Linked DNA regions of Sus scrofa: region 1 is linked to region 2. Evidence: chromatin contacts called from public HiChIP or PLAC-seq data. All regions are on one chromosome and are shown on one strand. The core of a region is the stretch at or near the end of the contact, and the rest is flanking DNA. Distances in the headings are between cores, read along the strand shown. Region 1 overlaps FRG1 (protein FRG1). Region 2 holds the start of ASAH1 (acid ceramidase).

The links. HiChIP or PLAC-seq counts read pairs in DNA pulled down with a chosen protein or histone mark.
Region 1: a contact with region 2 is called in an H3K27ac HiChIP or PLAC-seq map of alveolar macrophages. The contact joins the enhancer-like site here to the promoter of ASAH1 in region 2. A contact is called at or near these places in 1 of 5 promoter capture datasets (liver), 13 of 47 Hi-C or Micro-C datasets (alveolar macrophages, blood, embryonic fibroblasts and 8 more) and 2 of 2 datasets of contacts at active chromatin or transcription factors (alveolar macrophages and skeletal muscle).

What each region holds. Positions count from the first base shown.
Region 1 is chr17:5,782,113-5,787,439 of Sscrofa11.1, reverse strand. FRG1 (protein FRG1) reads left to right here. Exons shown (of 9, transcript XM_003134193.3): 6 at 2,363-2,467; 7 at 4,451-4,542; 8 at 5,055-5,165. Among named protein-coding and RNA genes, the nearest start is that of FRG1, 16 kb to the left of the region's middle. Within about 2 kb of position 3,684, at least 3 of the 83 cell types and tissues checked have an H3K27ac peak or open chromatin away from gene starts, as enhancers often do. A contact at or near this core is called in alveolar macrophages, where this site is marked.
Region 2 is chr17:5,746,116-5,751,606 of Sscrofa11.1, reverse strand. It overlaps ASAH1 (acid ceramidase), which reads left to right and starts at 1,796. Exons shown (of 14, transcript XM_003134187.6): 1 at 1,796-1,994. The coding sequence starts at 1,917.

The sequences.
Region 1 (5,327 bases), core at 2,435-4,934, 34 kb before region 2:
CCCTGATTATTAGAAATGCAAATCAAAAACTACCATGAGGTACCACCTCACGCCAATCACAGTGGCCATCATTAATAAGTCCACAAATAACAATTGCTGGAGGGGATGTGGAGAAAAGGGAACCCTCCTGCACTGTGGGTAGGAACGTAAGCTAGTAAAACCACTATGGAGAACAGTATGGAGATACCTTAGAAAATATACATAGAACTACCATATGACCCAGCAATCCCACTCTTGGGCATATGTCCAGACAAAACTTCCCTTAAAAAAGACACATGCACCCGCATGTTCACTGCAGCACTATTCACAATAGCCAAGACATGGAAACAACCCAAATGTCCATCGACAGACAATTGGATTAGGAAAATGTGGTATATATACACAATGGAATCCTACTCAGCCATAAAAAAGAACAAAATAATGCCATTTGTAGCAACACGAATGGAACTAGAGACTCTCATCCTGAGTGAAGTAAGTCAGAAAGAGACAGACAGGGAGTTCCCGTCGTGGCGCAGTGGTTAACGAATCCGACTAGGAACCATGAGGTTGTGGGTTCGGTCCCTGCCCTTGCTCAGTGGGTTAACGATCCGGCGTTGCCGTGAGCTGTGGTGTAGGTTGCAGACGCGGCTCGGATCCCGCGTTGCTGTGGCTCTGGCGTAGGCCGGTGGCTACAGCTCCGATTCAACCCCTAGCCTGGGAACCTCCATATGCCGCGGGAGCGGCCCAAGAAATAGCAACAACAACAAAAGACAAAAAGACAAAAAAAAAAAAAAAAAAAAAAAAAAAAGAAAGAGACAGACAAATACCATATGATATCACTTATATCTGGAATCTCATATACAGCACAAATGAGCCTTTCCACAGAAAAGAAAATCATGGACTTGGAGAATAGACTTCTTGTTGCCTATGTGGAGGGAGAGGGGGAGGGAGTGGGGTGGATTGGGAGCTTGGGGTTAATGAATGCAAACTATTGCTTTTGGAATGGATTAGCAATGAGTTCCTGCTGTGCAGCACTGGGAACTATGTCTAGGCACTTGTGATGGATCATGATAATGTGAGAAAATAGAATGTGTGCATGTATGTGTAACTGGGTTACCTTGCTGTACAGTAGAAAAAAAAATGTATTGGGGAAATAACAATAATAAAAAAATAAAAATAAAACTGCAGCCTTACCATCCAGGAAAAAAAAGGCGGGGGGGAACTCAATGGAAAGATCAGCACAGATTTAAATCTCCTTGGACTATCTAGCCACCTCCAAGCTCACCAAGAGTTACCCAAATGACAGAAAACCCAGCCCTTGCCACCTCAAATAAATTAAATCAAATCCATGTGTTTAGCACTTTCGTAACTGATACAATGGAAAATTATTAATATACCTTATAATGATTTCATTTATAAATATATTGTCTGATGCTTAAGGTAGTCATAGTTTTCCAAAACAATCAACCATATATGAGTTATAATTAAACCTTATATTTTAATGGAATTTAACAAAGTTTATAATCTAAGTTTAGATATATAAAAAAAGGTTCAGTTTTATTTATTACAGTCAGTATAATACACTGAACATTAAACAACTAAAAAAGAATATAAATAATTCTTCCTATACCCAGAAGCCCCTCTGACATTGATTCTTTTTTTTTGTCTTTTGTCCTTTTAGGGCCGCACCCACGGCATACAAAGGTTCCCAGGCTAGGGGTCCAATTGGAACTGTAGCCACCAGCCTACGCCAGAGCCACAGCAGTGCAGATCCCAGCTATGTCTGCAGCCTACACTCACAACTCACGGCAATTCAGGATCCTTAACCCACTGAGTGAGGCCAGGGATGGAACCAGCCACCTCATGGTTCCTGGTCTGATTCATTTCCACTGGCTGCGCTACTTTGGGAACTCCCCAGGCATTGATTCTTAAAGTTCTGAGCAGTAAATTCAAATGCATTAAAGGCTACCTTTTATATGATATGTTTTTATATTTTTTAATAATGGAGGAAATTTTTACTTAAAACTACTGTTTGAGTAAAACATTATACTATAATTTTTCTGTCTTTAAAGCTAATTTTTTAAACTGAACTAAATTATATCTTAAATAATCTTCGAAGTCAAAAGAAACAATTCTATTCCATCTAGTTAGAATTTAGTCCTACTAATAGAATATACTAAAAATATTTTATGTGGTTATCTTTGAGTAGTAAGATTATAGGTGATTTTGGTTTCCTTGTCTATATGTTTTTGTATTTTCCAGGTTTCCTTCAAATTCTTTCTCCTGATTACTTTTAGACTGAAGAAAAAATTTAGTCTCAAGACTTAAGAATTTTTTTGCAGATATTCTTATAATTTATTTTTTGCTATTTTGTTTCATTTAGGGGAAAATGGCTTTACTGGCCTCAAATAGCTGCTTTATTAGATGCAATGAAGCAGGAGATATAGAAGCAAAAAGTAAAACAGCAGGAGAAGAAGAAATGATAAAGGTAATCATGACACTTTTCTATTGACTAATACATGTCATGGTGTGACTACATCTCTTTAAAATGTTACAGTCTGATCCAGATTTGCTGTGTGTAATGCATTAGTGAGGGCCAAAGTGGAAGACTTAAAGAAATGGGGAAAAAACACCTTTTCTAAAGTGACCTTAATCCCTATAAATGAAGCATAAAAATCCACGTTACATTTTTTTCTACTATCAGCATAATTTAAAACCATCTATCAAATATCTGGAGTTCCTGCTGTGGTGCAGTGGGTTAAGAATCTGGCATTGTCTCTGTGGTGGCTTGGGTTTTATTCCCTAGCCCAGCACAGTGGCTTAAGGATCCAGTCTTGCTGCAGCTGAGGCATAGCTCAGATTTGACCCCTGACCTAAGAACTTCCATTCCACTTCGACTGAAAGTGCAGCCAAAGCATAAATAAATAAAAGTTAAAAACATAATTAAAAAAATAAAAGCATCAGTCAAGTATCTGTATATGCTTTGTGTTAAATTCTGTCATATATTTGCATTTATTTTTTAAGTGTTCTCAATTTTCATAATCCTCAGTTTTACTAAAGCAAATAGCTGCAGGTGCTCTCCTGAATGCGTCATGTGCGTTGTTGTCTTTAATCTTCATAACGTTCTTATGCTGTAGTTAGTATTACCTTAACTTTACAGAGAAGGAAACAGTCTTTGGACCCTCACCATTTGAATCAGTCCCTTCATGAAAGTGATACAGGAGAGGCAGGATAGGTAGCCAGGCCCAAGTGACTCTAGAAATTATATCCCTCACCATTCTGCTTCTGAGGAAGTAAATCATTAGAAAAATGCAAGTGGATTTCTGACTCGCCCATTTTTAATTTTATTTATTTATATTTTATTGAATCTTGTTTAAATTGTTTTTCATCTGGATTACACTATAAAAGTATGATTATTGAAGACAGAGTGCACATACATGTGCAGTACTTGCACGTCTACAGGGGTGGTGGGGGGAATCCCACTATGCTGTATTTATCATTAATTACAACCATCTTTATCTGAAGTACCTGTCTCATTTCCCTGGATCTTTTTGGTCGGTCAGGTACTTGAACCTCTGAGCAGTGATAATCCAGGATTCTCTGCACCTTGCCTTTGTCATCTCAGGCTCTGCTAGCCTGTGTCGGCATCCACCTTTATGCCCTGGCCTTCAAGAATACTGCCGTCAAAAGTATTGCGTCACAGGCATGGCCTGGAATTTCCTCAAGTCTTCTAGGACCCCCCCCCAGCCAAAACTGTTGCACACATATTATTAGCACATGCTTTATTAGTCACCACTTTCTAAGCAACCTTGGAATTGTGCTCTGAGCTGTGAAGATCTGGGTCCTTTGGGTTGCAGATTGGCCACTTCCACAGCCCTGTATTCTGTCCCCTTCTTGCCCTGCTCAGTTGATCCTTATTGCTATATCTGTGTCAGTTAATTTATGGCATGTGATAGTAATTGTCAGTCAAAATTTATGAGGCTATAAGGAGGAGTTAAAAGGGATAGATTCCAATTAGGTGAAAATAAATTGTATTATGTTAAAAATTGTAATGTATCTGTTAATATCCTATGACAGTAAACCAGCTACTGGCTTAAACTTTCAACATTATAAAATAAACCCTAAATATTGGGATAATCTGATCCTACTGTATTTACTTTTGTGACCAAAATTAATTTATTGCCTAATTGGCTTATGGGATCTGATCTATATATAATACGCTTTTCAAATAATTTTCTCTGACTTCTTTCTGATATAAGGACTCTAGGGAAACATAATAGCAATTATTTACATAAATTATATATATAAATAAAAACACTATCTAAAACCTGTCCTTTTCTCACCCTAATTGCTAAGTTAATTTTTTTCTTCTTTTACATAAATCACCTAGAATATTCTTTTGTAATAAGTAAAGTGGGGCAGGGGGAAAAATAAATGTGTAACCTGTTGGTTTCTCATCTCCAATATCCAGATTAGATCCTGTGCCGAAAGAGAAACTAAGAAAAAAGATGATATTCCAGAAGAAGACAAAGGAAATGTTAAACAGTGTGAAATCAATTATGTGTAAGTATTTTTTTTTTCCTTTTAGAACTATAGATTTAGCAGTGGCATGCTTTTCAAAGTGCCTAAAATAAAATACCTAAAGGGCAAGAGGAGGCAGCATAATGTAGACTCTAGGACACAGCACTAAACTGAATGCATCTCTTAAGGTTTGTTTTCCTCACTATCCTTCTAGCTTTCAAAGCTCAGGTCACTTGGGTGAGTCTCTTTCCCCTACTCTGTAGAGTGGGGATAATTGTCAGTACATAATGCCAACCAATGCTGCCAGGACACAGGAGACTCCAGCCCCCATTCCCAAGTGTTGAATTTGTAGAGCTACCCAAACAATGGCTCTCTTGATGGATGGTGAGATACTAAGGTCATTTTTGCAGCTGAAAAGCTATATGTTATTTAAGAATTATCACTAGTTTTTTTAAATGAATGAAAACCTTTTAAAATATTTGTAAGCTCATCAGTAAACATGTATGTATAATCAAAGTGTGAGATGTTTTTCAAGAAAGGTATTTTCTTAACAGAAAGAAATTCCAGAGCTTCCAAGACCACAAACTTAAAGTAAGTAAAGAAGACAGTAAAATTCTTAAAAAGGCCCGGAAAGATGGGTTTTTGCATGAAACGCTTCTGGACAGGTAGGTGTATTTTTATTCATTTCCACCTATCTTCAGTAGCCCATAGAAGTGATGTATATAAACCCATATTATTTTTTTAATTATAGTAATTTTCAAATTTTTGTCTTTATTTCTAATTTTTTAATGTGGTATTACTACCTAAAAAGGACATCGTAAGTCTGG
Region 2 (5,491 bases), core at 547-3,046:
GCCCCCCCAAAGATGAATGATCTTCAAACCAAGTAGCTATTTATATAAAAGATGAGAACCCTCTTTTTCTTTCTTTTTATTTTCCAAAATAATTCAACCCATTTACACATTTGCAGAGAGTGAAGCCCAGGTCTATACAATGGCTCCTTAAATGCCATATAAATCTGCTCTATCCACCCCCTTACCTCTCAGACTTCACCTTCTTTATCTCCCCTTTATTTCCACCTACACCGATTTCCTTACTGTAGCCAAACATGGTAGGTGCATTCTCAGTGTTAACTTTTTGTGCCAGCTCTTCCCTCTGCCTGAAATATTTCCTAGGAATTCACAAAACTAACTTCCTCAATTTCTGCTCACACATCACTTTCTCAATAATGCTTCTCCTTTCCATGTCAAAATTGTAACTCTTCCTGCTCGTGGTCTCCCTTACTACGCTTTTTCTCTATAACATTTATTACCCTCTAACATCCTACATACATTTTCTCAGGTATGATGTTTATTGTCCATTTCTCATCTAGAATTTAAGCCTCATGAGGGGAGAACTGTCTGTTTTGTTCCTGCCTTTTCCTAGTGTCTGAAGAAATGACACATTATACATGGACAGTGAATTTTTTTAAATTAAGTAACATCTTATGATCTGCTTGCTCACTGCTGAATCGGGAACCACTTTAATCATGTGATGTATTTCAAATGTTAAACTTCCTCCTCAGAGAGAGGAAACCTGTCATTTACTAAAAAACAAAAATAAAAACTCTCAAATATCAAAATTCTTAATTCCAAATCTCCAACAAAAAGATTAATTTTTCTAACGAAGTAATAAAAATGGGTAAGATTTCAATTTCACGCACACAGGGGAAAAAAGAAATACATGACGATTTTAATGACAGTATTCTGAGTTTTACTGAAGCATTAAAAAAAAATTCTAATTGGATGTCAAAGAGGTTCAACCAAAAGAGTGGAACCCAGAGGGTAAACTTTCCTGTTGGACTTTTAAGAAAATCCAAACACTTTGTTTTTCAAGTGCAGGCCCAGGGGACACTGAATACTACCCTCCTCCCAAGGTCGCCTTGGCTCTGCCAGCCTAAAGCCTTTCACGAGTTAGGTGAAAACGCAGAGCTGCTGAATACCTGCAGTGAAGGAAGGTTCGCGCTTCTACCTGAACATTTCACATGTTGTATACAGGCAGGTAACTAAAACCTAAATTCTGCGGCTTGTCTGCTTATCTGTGTAAGCCTAGATGAATAATTCACAGCCTAGGGTATCCGTGAGGGTTAGTTATCCCCCCCACTCCTGGCCCCTGACACATGCTTGGTGACCCCATGGTCACTAACCTGACTCACTTCGGCCCCGCTCTCCTCTGAGCACAAAGACGGGTCGCGTGCTACGCCGCGTTTTGAGACTCTCCTGAGTTGGACCCTTTCTGTGGCCACCTGATACCGAGCGGCCCGACTGTAGACCTCGCCCTGGACCGTTTGGGGACGCTGCAAGGCATCGCCTGGCCGGGCCACAGACTCGGAGATGGGGGCGGCCCCTCGGCTGCCAGATCCAGGGAAAAAGTTCCTCAGCTAAACCCGGGGCGGGGCCGGGGCTCGGGGCCGGCGCAACCACTGCCCGCGAAGCGGAGGGGGAGAGGGGGAGACGCGACAACACTACGGTCCTAACATGAGCGCTGAACGCCATCCTGTGGGTTGGTGTGTCCTCTTGGACGGCTCCTTCGTCCTGCTGCACCCCCAGAAAGCCTGGTCTTCTCCTTGCTGTCCCACCTCCTGGGCGCCCGTCTCCCCCCATCCGTCCTCCTATAGTGCGGTCTGGCTCTCGGGTCACGCGGCGGCGGGGGCGTGGCATGTTCCGACCTCAGGTGCTGCCTCCCGCGGCTTCAGCTGGCGTTTTTTGCAGCGGTGTTGGCTGCTGGAACCATGCAGGGCAGGAGTCGCCTAACCCTGGTCCTCCTGAGCGTTGCCATCGCCTGCGCGGTGGCGCAGTACGTGCCACCGGTGAGTGAGCTGGAACCGAGGGTTCGGAGAGCGTCCTGCAAGAGCATGGGTGGGGTCGGGTGGGGTGAGGTGGGGCGTAGGTGCTGGGCTGGCTGGGCAAGCGGGGCGTGAGGGACACCTGATCCTGGCAGCTTCTTTACCCAGGTGGATGTATTGCTGGGCAGGGGTGTGGGTGCGGACCGGGCTGACAAACCTCACCCCAAATTGATTCGGTACAAGCACGAACAAGGAAATCTTTACGGGAAATCCTGATTTCTGCGGGAAGGTGATTGTGATTTGCACATTTGAGTGATTGCACTTGTTCTAAGAGTGCCGGACTAGCGCATCCAGAACTGCAGGCGAAAGTTCCAGTTGACTTGTGTACACAGTTAAGTGACAAACTGCTTGAAGACTTTGGCACGAGGTGCTGAAGTAGCAGCTAAGGATTCCGAGGGCCCTGGAAAAGGGCTTGGCGTCCCAGTCAGGGCAACGGAGTAACCGAGGCCGCCCCCATGTGGCTGCCTTGGCCTTCACCTTCCCAAGGTCCTGTGAATACCCGTCCTGTGACTCTCCTTCGGAGAAGTAGCAGGAACACAGAGCTGATACTTGCGAAAGACGATGAGGGACCAGTTTCACTCTTATTTTACTTGGAGGAAGTAGACTCTGAGAAAATGGCTAGCTAGAGGTCACACTATTGTTTTCTTAAGCATGCTTGAAATCAAGCCTCTGGTCACCCAGTTTGGTGCTCTTGCATAATTCTCTCTTTTGGGGGGGAGCTTTTTTTAGGGTCCCACTCGCTGCATATGGAGGTTCCCAGGCTAGGGGTGGAATAGGAGCTGTAGCCGCTGGCCTACACCACAGCGACAGCAAGGCTAGAGGCCAGCCGTATCTGCAACCTACACCACAGTTCACAGCAAGGCGGGATCCTTAATCCACTGAGTAAGGCCAGGGATCGAACCTGCGTCCTCATGGATACTAGTACTAGTCAGGTTCGTTTCCGCTGAGCGACAGTGGGAACTCCCATAATTCTCTTCATTAAAAGCAATAAGAGTGCATTTTTCTTTACCAACAAATCAGTTAACTAGGAACTTGGGTGCATGTGACCTAAGCCTAGATGAGGGTAATCTTGAGTAGCTCAGGTAGGCTATTGACATTGGGAGCTAGATGTGCATTTTATTCTTTTATTTCTCTAAGGCGAAATACTTTAATAATAAAATCGTGGTGAGATACTATTCAGCCATTCAAAATCGATATAAGGTAAAGCAAATTTAAGCAGAATACAAAATAGTATGCACAGTAATTTCAATACGAGAAAAATACACAGTTTATGCATGTGGGCAAGGAATTAATTTGCTTTAAAATGGTTGGGATTGGAGTTCCCGTCGTGGTGCAGTGGTTAACGAATCCGACTAGGAACCATGAGGTCGCGGGTTCGATCCTTGCCCTTGCTCGGTGGGTTAAGGATCCTGCGTTGCCGTGAGCTGTGGTGTAGGTTGCGGACGCAGCTCGGATCCCGCGTTGCTGTGGCTCTGGCGTAGGCCGGGGGCTGCAGCTCCGATTCGACCCCTAGTCTGGGAACCTCCTTATGCCGCAGGAGCGGCCCAAAGAAATAGCAAAAAAGACAAAAAAAAAAAAAAATAAATAAATAAAATAAATAAAATAGTTGGGATTATAGAAGTTTTTAAAGAATTTTATGCTTTGATATTATCAGTGATTTTCAGCTAAAGACCCCAGGAAACACACCTGTAGTTGAGTAAATATGGTTTATTATTTTTGGCAGTGAAGGAGAATGCAGGACACCATCAATTGTGGGACCTCTCGGTGAAAAGGTTATGGTGCAGTGGGTTAAGGATTTGGTGTTTCTACAGTTGTTGCTCAGAGTCGTTTCTTGGCTTGGGAACTTCCATGTGCTGCAGGTGTGGCCAAAAGGGGGGATTAGGGAAAACGTATTTTATAACTTAGACTTTGGTTATGTGTTTTAAGAGTAGGTATAAAGAATGGGGTTTGCTCTAGATCGAATGCTTTTAGGAAGTGGGGCAACACAGGGTAAATAAGAAACAGTCATCTATTTGTTTAGCAGGAGAAGAGGGTGTTTGGTACTTTGTGGGTTGCAGTATGCTTGTTTTTATTTGTGCTTAGACAGAATCATGAAGTGGACTTGCTTTGTCTCATTTGATCATGTTTCGGGTTAACCTTAAGTGAGGTGGATATTCTGTGAGGTTGGTTATGTCCAACAGGAGATGGTTTTAAGTGTCAGACCCGCATGAAGTAATACTGAGAGTTAGTTGTGGACCTCAGAGCAGTTTCAGATATCAGGGTCTGCTTTTTTTTTTTTTTTTTCTTCTCAATATTTTTTCAATCAGATGTACTTTAAAAGGTATTTTTAGAACAAGAAGAATCAGCCCTTCCATGAATTTAATTGTTTTTATCTGGAACTGTGGTTGTCGAAGTCTAGTCAGGCCACTGGTGTCAGTTTGGGAAGCTGTTTCACAAGTCTTTAGTGAAATGAGAAAAAATGAGGGTGTAAAACTAAATTAATTTAGAATGTCATTTTTTATTTTGACCTTATGACCTTTCAATTTTTGTCATTACAGTGTTCTTTCTTATATGTGTGTGTTTTTGTTTTGTTTGTTTTAACATCTTCACCTTGGAGAACAAAATTGGGATTATCCTGTTCTGGGCCCCTCTTAATTTTTTAATTGATCTTGAAATTCTGGGAGCTGCTGGTTGAAAGGATTAGGGGAACGTCACAGAAGTTGTGACCTCATCCATTGACAAGAATAGCAGTTTTTTGTTTTTAATTTACCATGATAAACTGTAGCCACATAGTGATAAGAGATATATCAAAACTACTTTAGGTTATGAGGCCTAGCTTTAAATTACAAACAAGAATCACTGGATTTGGAATATGTGTAGGTTTTTCCTTTTTGAGTCTTTTCAGTATATGGCATATTTCTTGAGTCGTTTTTGATTCTACTAAGAGAACTATTAAGAGATGGTGGTGACAAGTTCTTCCACTACTGGGTATGCATCCAGAGAAAACCTATACACTAATTTGAGAAGATATCTGCACCCTCATATTCAATGCAGTATTATTTATAATAGCCAAGATATGGAAATAGCCTAATTGCCTGTTAATAGATGAATGAATAAAGAAGATGTGAGACACACACATACACGCACATGCATGCATGCACACAGAAATACTGCTGAGCTGTAAAAAAGATGAAATCTTGCCACAGGCAACAACATGCATGGATCTTGAAGGTATTATGTTAGGTGAAATAAGTCAGATGAAGAAAGGCAAATACCATACGATTTACTCAAATGTGGAATATAAAAAGCAAACAAAATACATCAACAAACCAAACATATATATGGAGAACAGAGTAGTGGTTATGGGGGGGTGGGGCAGGGGGAAGGTGAAACGGATAAAGGGGAATCACCTGTGTTGTGATGGACAGAAACTAAATTTTTGGTGGTGAGCACTCTGTAATGCATATAGAAGTAGGAATATA